Regions from separate parts of the Mus musculus genome. Here region 1 is linked to region 2. A link is a contact called in public targeted proximity ligation data. All regions are on one chromosome and are shown on one strand. The core of a region is the stretch at or near the end of the contact, and the rest is flanking DNA. Distances in the headings are between cores, read along the strand shown.

Region 1 (5,456 bases), core at 2,635-5,134, 300 kb before region 2:
AAATTAAACCCCTCTTCTCCGAAAACCTCCCCAGCCCCTCCTCTGGATTCCTCGTCCCCCTCATCCCCTCCCGAAGGGCATCTGCAGAGAAGGGGAACAGTTAGAGACCTTGGTTAGTAAGAAGAAAACAACAACAACAACAGAAAAAAAAAACTGGACCGAGAAAGCGGAGACTTAAAGATGGCCAACATTCCGCAGATGAGACAGAAAGTTAGTTCGGTTTTTCACTCATACCTGGCCCCACCTGGCCCTGCCCATCCCTTGGTCCCCTGGGTTATAAGCGTGTTAGTAACACACACAGAGTTGGCAACGGGGGTAGGGGGTTTCCAACAGAATGGGGGAGGGAGGCAGGGTTAAGAAGCAGACCCAGTATGCAGGATTAGTAGGTCCTACAGCTGAGGTGTTAGGGACTTAAGGGAGGGAGGGGGGAGCATGGGGTCGAGGAGGGGTGGGCCTCTGACTGGGAGTGGATGGATGGCTTTGTTGGCTGACTGGTCACCCAGATGGCTTTCCAGAGAACTGGCTGAGGAATGAAATGGTGCTGGCCAACTGGCTGACCAGTGGACATGTGGGGTTAATGGGTTAACCGGTTGGTGACAGGCCAGCTGGCTGGCAGGTTAAGAGAAGAGTGGGCAATGCCCCTAATCGCAGGACTGGCAAGGAGAGGAGGCGATTTCATTTGGAGTCCAAAGACAGCATGGAAGGGGACGTGGGTATCTGCTTTTCCTGGGGACGGAGAATGGGCAAACTGACCCAGGGATCATTGGGGGAGAGGGGCTCCCCCTTCCATTGTTTTTTTTTTCCTTGAGAACTGAAGAATGGGTCACCATCACAGTGAGGTTGGAGGGGGAAGCTAGCCTCCACAGGCTGCAGAGGGCTCATGATCACACCATCCCAAACCCTCCCCCCCCCCACTCCTCCCTGCCCCTCCCCTAGCCGACTCCCCCTGTCTACCTGCTTTGGCTTGTCCAGAGGCCCTATTAACCCCGTCCCAAATTCCCCTGGGTTCTTCAGCCACCCTCCCTGCTCTCTTATTTGCCAGTGAGTAGCTGAGTCTCCTGTAAGACCCTGGAACAGGCAATGGTCTCCCAGGAACCAGGCTCCTTCCATGGACACCCATAGACCCCTGAACCTCCACTTCTCACAACTAGAGCCAGAAATCCACTCCTCATCAACCCACAGAAAAAAAGGCACAGAGAAGCCCTGGGACCTCAGTGTCCCCCTATCTTCTCTGAACTATAAGCCACATTTCTTCTACGCCATCTCTAAGAGCACACCTCTAGGTATTTCTCCTCCATTCTCCTCCCCACTGCCAAAGACAATATCCACCTTCAGAATCCCATCTCCAGAGATGGAGTGGCCTGGTGCCCATTAAATACTAAGCAGCAGACTTGAGACTGTGATTAGGGGAGTGGTATTCTAGGGAACTGTTAGCTAAAGAGTTCTTGTAACCAGTGGCCACAGGAGTAATTGATTAAGACGATTAACAAGGGACTCATATAATTAAAAATAACAGAATTCAATACTTAGATGCTAGAAGTGCTGAGTAGCCAATATTAATTATTAGGTATGGGGAAGCAATTTACATAGCAAGAGAAGAGTCTAGCCCCATGTACAACGATTGGAGCAAGGTGGTAGCCTGTCACGTGACGTGAGGATTTGTACTGACAGCCAGCAGGACTGTCATGAAATGAAGAGGTCAGCTAGTCAGAGAAATCAACAATCAACCTCAGGGCAGCCAAACTGATGGTATCCCAAACCGATGGTACCCCAAACTGATGGAACTCCAAAGAGAGGACAGCCAAACTGATGGTACCCAAAGAGTTGCGTTGTCTGATGCCATCACAGCAGCTGAACAAGGTTGGGGTAAGGACACTACACGTAAAAATCCAAGAGCTGTTCTGACTTGTTATAGAAAATAACATAGGAGTAGAGAGCAGCATGCATACAGAAAGTTCCAGAGTTGCTGGACAGAACAGTAGGTTAAAGCCGGGACAGAGAAAGGGAAGATGCGAGTTCAAATCCCAGGCCTCCTACTAATTTGTCAAGAGATCCAGACTCTCCCAAGAAAGTGCAAGGTTGGGACAGATGAGAACAGAGCCCTCTCCACCTAGGAGTGGAAAATGCAGACCCTGATGGCAGTGGGTACCCACAGTTAAAGACTAGAATTGGAGCTTTCATTAGAGGCTCTTCCTGAGGTACGGTGGCCCACACAGAAAGGCCCAGATTAGAGAACTAGTGTTTCAATCCATCAAGTAAACCCTAATGCTTCATCCACTTCTAGAGCCCAGAAGCACAGGCATGGAGATGCCAGGAATGAGGAGGGCGTCCCAGCCAGAGGGGAGTGAGTCGTTAAAGCAAGAGGACTTGCTGTGGCTAAACAGCTTTGGAGAAAACTACATCCTATCTCTACCTTGACCTCTGAGTGCATTCCAGCCCCCTAAAGATGCCAAGAGGAGGGCTGCAGACTCCGTGCAAAAGTCTGCGCTGAGGACAGCCTGTGAGCCTGCACAAGCTCAGCATGGGATGAAGGAAAGGGCTCGCTCCTTGAGTCAAGAGGCTCAGAACGTTCACATGGTCGTGAGACTTGAGACTGTCCAGGACTATCAGAAGCCCAGACTACAGCCTCCGTGCATTCTGCATGGATAACAAGTCCCAAACACCTGCAGAAGCAAAGAAATGAAGTGGCTTTAATTCAGATTTCAAGTTCCAAGGCCTCCTAACTCCCACCCAGACAGGCTTGTCTTCTGGGTCTTATTTTTCTCATCAGAAAACTGGAGATCATGGCTCCCATTCTCAGAATTTTATAAAAATTCGGTAAAGCCAAGTGTGGGGGTGCAGGTCATTGATCCCAGCATTTAGGAGACTGAAGCAGATGGATCTCTTTGAGTTTGAGGCCAGCCTGAGTTACATAACAAGTTCAAGGTCAGCCAAAGCTACATAAGACCCTCTGTCTCTGTCTCTCTGTCTCTCTGTCTCTCTGTCTCTCTCTCTCTCACACACACACACACACACACACATACACACCACGAACTAGGTGATAAATGAGACTTTTGAACATGAAGCTACATTCCAGCGCAGTTTGAGAGACACCCTGACAGGATAGCACTGAACAGAGGCAGCACAAGCTAAGCTACATGAGGCAGATCTGAGCTCTTTCAGGAAGACAGGAGGTATTCAGGCATTGTTTTTGTTTGAAACAGAGTCTCCATACAGAGCCCAGGCTGGCCTCCAACTTATGGCAATCCTTCTGCCTCAGCCTCCAGACTTTGAGAATTGCAGGGGTGTACCACAATACCCAGTGACAGCACTCACATGAAGTAGTTGACCTGCCTATGTCGGTCATGAGTCCTCACTTCCAAAATCTGTTCAATTGGGTTTAAAGAGGAGACCAAATGGATAGGCTGGGTATTTAACACTGTGATAGAGCACCTGTCTAGCCTGTGCAAGGCCTCAGACTCTATCCTCATACCGTCCTTAAAGAGGGAAATGCTTCCTGAAGGAAACCAGATGAACCAGGGGGAGAGAGACTTAGAAGAACAACTAATAGGCTCAATAGTTGCTGGTATTAAACCTTCAATTTGCTTACAACCTGGATGTAGAGATAAATAGTCACAAATATTAGCACACAGGTAAGATGTGAGAGGACCCAATACAAGTTTTCATGGACTCGACACAGGAAAGACGAGAGCTGGCTTTGGGATGGACCACGGGGAGCTTGAGCCATTTCAGTTGAAGAACTCAGAAGAAGAAGAAGCAAGCTAATGATCATGGCAGCAGGAGCCCTTCAGCACCCACATCGTGCCAGGCAATGAGTGTCTATAAATCCACTACCACTCAGTTAGTCATCAGCCGTTCCTTCCCACTTGGTCTATGGGGAACTGAAGCTCGGGGGTTGCATAACTCGCCTAACAACTCTCTGACTCAAATCTTAGACTTGGCCAACAGAGAGTGAATGGGTGGCCTGTTTGGGAGAGCTGTGGAAAGCTCCCCACAGGAAGAACAAGGAAAGGCAGTGTAGACAGGTCTGGAAAGTTACAAATCCGGGATCTAAGACAGGCTGTGTGCTATGAGGGACAGGAGGCAAGAGAATAGGAACTCCAAATGTGTTGGGGACTCTATCATTGAGTGGGTGCTTCACTCAGTACATAGGGGACTTAATCCTGGAGATTCCACCCATGGAGCACTGCATCCCAGAGGACCCCATCCTTCAGGACTGCATCCTTGGAGTCTGCATCATTAGTGCATCCTAGAATTTCCATCCTTGAGGACTCTATTTTGGGAGATCCCATTCTTGAGGTCTCCATCTTTGAAGACTCCATCCTTGAGAACTGGAAGATTCCATTTTTCAGGGCTCCATCCTTGAAGACTTCCTCTTTGAGAACTCCATCCTTACAGGTATTCTATCTGAGGACTCCATCTTGGATGACTGCAGCCTTGGAGACGCCATCCTTCAGGAGTCTACCCAGGGTCATCCTATTATTATAGACTCTGTCCCATGGGGACTGATCCTTGATGAACTCCACTCTCGAGACCCAGAAGAAAATCTGAAAGTGTCTGTACTGAGAAAAGGCACCATCTGAGCTGAGCAAGAGAAACACCAGGTGATGTTTTGGTAGCCAGTTTGTCTTTCAATTTGGTGTTGGCTAAAGATAAATGGATTTGCGTATTCTTATGTGGTGGTTGGAAGTATATGGCGGTATGAAAATTGAGTGAGTCTAGGATTAAAAACTAGGCTTCAAGAAACCCTCAGGGGTAATCAGTTGTCCCCCAAGAGGACTACCTATCAAAATAGCCTCAAGAACATGTTGTGTCACTAAAGACTCCTCTGGTCCCAGTTGCTGTGTTCCAGGGATGATCATCTCAACCAGGAGCTTTTGGAGCGAGCCTTCGGCCCACTCCCATAATTAACGGGGGCTGATTTGGAAGCAGGTCACTCCAGAAAGCCACCTCCCCAGCCACTCGAGTCACACAAGGAAAATAAGGAACCTGTAGCACTCTGGATTCTGGCCATCTTCATGTCATTTCTGCTTCCTTTGCGCCCCCACACTGTATTAAGGATGGAATCAGGACCTTGTGCATGTGAGATCAGTATCTGTCACTGAACCACACACCCCCATCCTGATGTCATTTCTTACATCAAATCCCTGAACTACTCCCTACTGACAGAACTCTGGGGAGGCTGAGCATTGTTGAAAGCCACCTCACCCTCTATCACCGGTGTGAATAGAGCAGGATTCTTCAAATCCTGGGATGTCATCTGGGCTGTCTACACCGTTGGGTGAATATGTAGAGTGCCTTCCTAGAGGCACCTCTGATGTGTGAGGTCAGATGGTTTCTGTTGTGGGGCAGTATTACAGACTAGAGTGATTACTCACTCCTGGCCTCTGCCTACTAAACGCCAGTAGCACTCCTTGAGTTAAGACAATCCAAGAGTTCCAGACATTGGCACAGTG
Region 2 (5,416 bases), core at 1,013-3,512:
GGCGTGTGAACTACATTTATCTGGCTAGATTCTGGAGAAGGATCTTTATCCCCTTGATTTGCACAATTTTGTGGGTCTTCTGGTCAAAAGTATGGCAGGCCATTTTTGCAGGTCACCTCGCATGCCCACAAAAGGAAACACTGGACTTTCAACAAAGGGATTCCATAGGAATCTAGTTTTGTTGTTGTTGTTCATATCATTCCAGACCTGGACTTTTCTTCGTAGCCGTCACCATCATCAAGAGCCGTGCGTGGTGACTCACACCTGTAATCCCAGAAGTCAGGGTGCTGAGGCAGGAGCATCAGTGGGAACAGGGACAGAGACACAGCTCCATGCTACTGCCTCAGAAGCCTGATAGGTTCTTTTAATTTTTTAGAGACTTCTGCGCAGGTAAAACCAGGTCATCAGTTTCAAAACAGAAAACAATTTTAGAATGAGCCAGTATGAAGCAGGGTTGAGGTTTATTAAACTTACAGTCAGTGAGATGGTTCAGAGAGTAAAGATACTCGCTGCCAAGCCTAGGATCGAAAGCTATATTCCCAGGACCCACATGGTAGGAGAGGACCAATTCTACAACGTTGTTCTGTGTCTTCCACATGTGCAGAATGTGCCATGGAATGTGTCCCCGCATGTGGGTACAGGCGCGTGCGCATGCACACACACACACACACACACACAGATTCATACAATAATAAATAAATGCACGGAACCACATTTTATTTAGAGATTTGTATGTGTACCTGCACAACTTCATATGCACCACGTGTGCACAGGTGCCCTCAAAAGCCAGATGGCCTGGAGTTCCAGGCCGCTGTGAGTCACTTATGTGGGTGCTGGGAATGGAGCTGTCCTCTGTGAGGACAATAATTGATCTTAACTGCTGAGCCATCTCTCCAGCCCCACATATAGCAAATGTTTGTGTTGTTCTTGCTTCTCAGCTGGCAAGAAGCAACTAGAATCCAGGGTAAAGTGTGCCTTTCTTTTTCATGTCCCATAGTTTTCTCTTTCTGTCTTGCCTAAGGAGGATAGTCGCATGTTTAAGCCAGCCTGTGCTACCTAACAGGATCCTATGCCCCTCCCTCCAATTTTCCAGGGTGCAAGAAAAGAAAGGATTTATATATTTAATGAAAAAGTCAGTAGTGGCTCACACCTTTAGTCCCAGCACTTGGGAAACAGAGGCAGGCAAATCTCTATGAATGGTCAGCCTGGTCTACAGAGTGAGTTCCATGACAGCCAGGGATACACAGAGAAACCCTGTCTCAAAAAAAAGGGGGTGGGGGGAGCTGCGTTGCATGTGCGCGTGTGCACACACACACACACACACACACACACACACACACTTGTGGGCCTGGCTATACTCTAACAAGCAGCCCACAAGCAGCAGCAGCTTAGCGGCACTGGGAGGGGGGAGTCCTCACTCACTTTCTCAATAGGTACGACAATTTCTCCCCAGGCTTTTCTCTCCTTGGTCTGACTTGAGTCTCTTGTGCATTCTTGCTATCAATGAGATGGGCGTAGCCAGGGTCCCAGGCTCGCTCTTTGGCAGGAGCTGGGGTTCACCTTCTCTAAATCACAGGGACAAGAACTGAGGAAGTGGTTAGCCCCACGGCCATCAGGATGCTGCCAGAAGGGCAAATGGTGAGTGGGTCCTGGCAGGATCCTAGGCTAGAGCAATCACACACGAGGAATCTAGGGAGCTTCACTCGCCAGGAAATCCTTTTTCTCCCAGCCCCAGGGTGACCCAGACTCTTTGTTGTTCGTTGTTGGGTCTCACACAGCCCAGACTGACCTCATCTTAGCTATGCAGCGAAGGATGGCCTGGAGTGCTTTTAAAAATTTTTTTGTTTTCTGTGCATTTGTGTTTTGCCTGCAAATATGTCTGTACGCCCCTACATTCCTGGTACCCAAGAAGGCCAGAAGAGGACCTTCTGGAATTAGAGTTACAGATGTTTGTGAGCCACCATACGGATTCTGGGAATTGACTCTAAAGGAGCAGCAGTCAGTGCCCTCAACTGTCAAGCCATCTCTCCAGCCCCAGCTCTTGAATTTTGGATCCTCCTTCCAAGTACTGAAGCATGTGTCACCTGTCCCTGCAGGGACTTTTATCCTGACCCATTTCTTCCCATTCCTTACCATCAGCCAGAATTGGGAAGCAAGGTGTTGAGTCATCCACACACAGGAAGGCAAAGGCTTGCGGAGCGGAACGATTCTAGGCAGATTGCTGGTCAGGGAATAGGGAAGCAACTCCTGGGGACCATAAGCCAGGAAGGGCCACTTTCAGTTTCAGCACACTAGTCACGGATGGCTAATGAGAAGGCCTCCCATGGGGTAGGTAACAGCAGTTCTATGTGGTTCTATGATGTCACCCCTGTCCCTGTCATCGGTCCTTTCCTGGTGGTGGGCCCTGCCACTTGAGAGGAAGTGGGAGATGGTACACCCGGGTGCTCAGCAGAGCTGAGCTCTCTGCAGAGCCCTCTGCTGCCCAGGACACATTGCCTGCACTTTGCTGTGGTTTCCTTAAATCGCATAGATTTCCAGGAAGGTCACTGGAACCTCTGGAGGAGGGCAGGAAGTTTAAATAATAAACAGCAGAGCTGTGGAGGTGGTGGCTGCGACCCCAGCTCTTAGATTCTCTCTCCCAAAGCCTTTTTGCCTTTGTGACCTTGGCCAAGGCCTAGTTTCTCTGGGCTTCAGTTTTCTTGTCTATAAAATGAAAATCCTACCCAGGAGAAGCAGTGCATGCCTTTAATCCCAGCACATGGGAGAGCTTTGTGAGTTCGAGACCATCCTGGTCTCTACAGAGTGAGTTCCAGAACTGCCAATGCTACACAGAGGAATCCTGTCTTGAAAAACCAACCAGCCAGCAAACAAACAAACAAATAAATAAATGAAATGAAATTCCCCTCTCTGTGCCAGAGCTACGATCATGACTGAAGCTACACACGGATGGTGGTCACTGGTGTGCTCGGGAAGAGTGAGTCTCCTTGTTCTTGTCCTTGGAAAGCAGCCAGCGAGGGGCAAGGGGCAAGGGGCAAGGGGCAAGCAACCAGAGGCCCGGCTGGAGTGGAATGAAGACTGCCCTTTCCAGGGAGGCCAGCAATTCCCAGGGCCCAACACAAGAGGCTGCTGTCAGCCAACCCAGCACCTCAGACGGTGCCAAGAGGGTAGGGATGGACTCGGAAGCATCTGGGCTAGGCTGGTAGAGAGGTGGTCACCCCAGAGGACCCTAGAAATTGTCTATCTAGCCCCTGCAAAGACTTTCATCCGGACCCATTTCTTTCCATTCCTTGCCATCAGCTAGAACTGAGCAGCAAGGTCTTGAGAGTCATCCACACACAGGAAGGCAAAGGCTTGCTGAAGGGAACCATTTTAGGCAGCTGATTGCTGGTCAGGGACTGGGGAAGCAACTCTTGAGGACTTATATAAGCCAGGGAGGACCAGTTACGAAATCTCCTGGCTTTATAGCTGGGGAAACTGACGGTCAGTAAGAGGAGGCGACTTCAAGTCAAAGCCAGAGAGGGAGTCAGATCTCCCAGAGTTGGAGATACAAGTGGTTAGAATCCATACACCCATCATGGGTATTGGGAACTGAACTCGGGTGCTCTGTGGCTTCAGTAAACACTCCTAACCACTGAGCCATCTCTCCAGTTGCTTTACCTTGGTCTCAGTACAGGTCTCTCACCGAGACTGGACTTCGCCCATTAGGCTGAGCTAGATGACCAGTAGGCCTCTGGATAAGTGTCACCAGGCCCTATGAGGTTTTAGTTTGCTTGGGTTTTTTGTTTTGTTTCATTTATTGTTGTGGGCTGTGCGGATCCAACTCAAGTCCACATGCCTGCACTGTAAGCTGTGAGCTGTCTCCAGCCCTCGACAGGTCTCGCCTTCTTCCTCACTCACCCAACCCTCCCTGTCCCATGTCTCTCTCCTGTCCTCATCAGGAGCACACAAACCCACGGTCTCTATGCTTGGTACACAGCAGAGCCTCTTTGAGCATCTAGTACATGGCAGGTCCTGTCCAAAGCAACTGGAAACATCTATTTAAGAATAATCCAAGCTCATCCTTGGCTACAAAGGAGGTTGAGGCCAGCTGGGCAACATGAAACACTGTCTTAGAAAACAAAACAGTCGTGGCTGGAGCCATGCCTCAGCAGTTAATGTATTGGGAATCAGGCATCTCCACCACCCGCTCCAGGGACCCAGTGACAGCAGGATGAGTCCTCAATACCTGCCAAGATATCCTACTGTCACCGTGAGTCACATATCATCCTCGTGCACATGTGCCATATCTCCTCATAAAAGGCCAGGCCCTCCTCTCCCACTCTCTGTTTCCTCCACCATCGCCCAGAGGCAGCCTCTGTATACCACCCCCCCCCATTAAGCCTCCCACATGAGATCTGTTGCATGGTATGACATAAAGGTGTCTGTCACTTTGATCATAACATTGGTGCCGAGTGACTCGGAAGGCTCTGCTGGTGCTTGTGCTCCCGTCCGTGGGCTGAAACCACACGGGAGGACCCTGTTCCCAGTCCACCTGCAGCAGGCTCACCTCTCAGCTAACTGACAGCTGGGCACTCCATGCAACGCTGGACATTGGTAGATCCCTCCTCTCCCAATCATTATAAACACTCCGCTGTATCCGAGGGAGTGACTGTTGAGTGTCTAGCACCCCTCTGGAAAAGGAGGTACACCCAACCATGCTTTTTAAGGCTACAGTTGACCCTCTTAGTCCACCCCCACCCCTGACCTTTTGACCTTTTGCTTTGGGTAAGGCTTCGTTTTTCCAGCCCAGTCCCCCCGCCGTGTGTGTGTGTGTGTGTGTGTGTGTGTGTGTGTGTGTGTGTGTGTGTGTGCGCGCGCTCGCGAGAGAGAGCTGTGTGCTGTATCTGTTGTTCAGGCTTTTAGCCCCAGCCCCTGCCCAGCACTGTGACCACACACCTGGTAGCTTGTGCCTTCTTATTTCAGTCCTCCCTGTGTCCTTGGGACATCTTGGGCCTGTGACTCCTCTCCTCACCCGTGAGAGCTGCATGTTTTGTTTTGTTGTGTTTTGTTTTGTTTTGTTTTTCGAGACAGGGTTCCTCTATGTAGCGCTGGCTGTCCTGGAACTCGCTCTGTAGACCAGGCTGGCCTCGAACTCAGAAATCTGCCTGTCTCTGCCTCCCAAGTGCTGGGATTAAAGGCGTGTGCCACCACTGTCGGGCGGGAGCTGCATCTTTGACCAAGCTCTAAGCTCCACCCTGGGATGTCTTTTGGAGAACCTTAGACCACTACACCTCGTGCCTGACTTAAAGGCTTCTAAATGTATATGCCTTTGCAGCTGAACTTGGCTTCAGTATCCCCTAGATAACCAATCCAAATGGCCATCAATAGTACCTTAGATCCCGGTATTATACAGGGCCTCTGTAACCACTGCCAGCTA

The links.
Region 1: a targeted proximity ligation map of bone marrow-derived macrophages shows a contact between it and region 2, with 6 times the contacts expected there. A contact is called at or near these places in 6 of 39 promoter capture datasets (cranial neural crest, hippocampal neurons, liver and 2 more), 1 of 130 datasets of targeted methods (bone marrow-derived macrophages) and 1 of 9 other capture datasets (adipose tissue).

Annotation. Positions count from the first base shown.
Region 1 is chr19:6,458,154-6,463,609 of GRCm38.p6, reverse strand. The region is part of intron 6 of Nrxn2 (neurexin II); the gene reads right to left. Among named protein-coding and RNA genes, the nearest start is that of Gm52381, 36 kb to the left of the region's middle.
Region 2 is chr19:6,154,252-6,159,667 of GRCm38.p6, reverse strand. No RefSeq gene overlaps it. Among named protein-coding and RNA genes, the nearest start is that of Batf2, 7.5 kb to the left of the region's middle.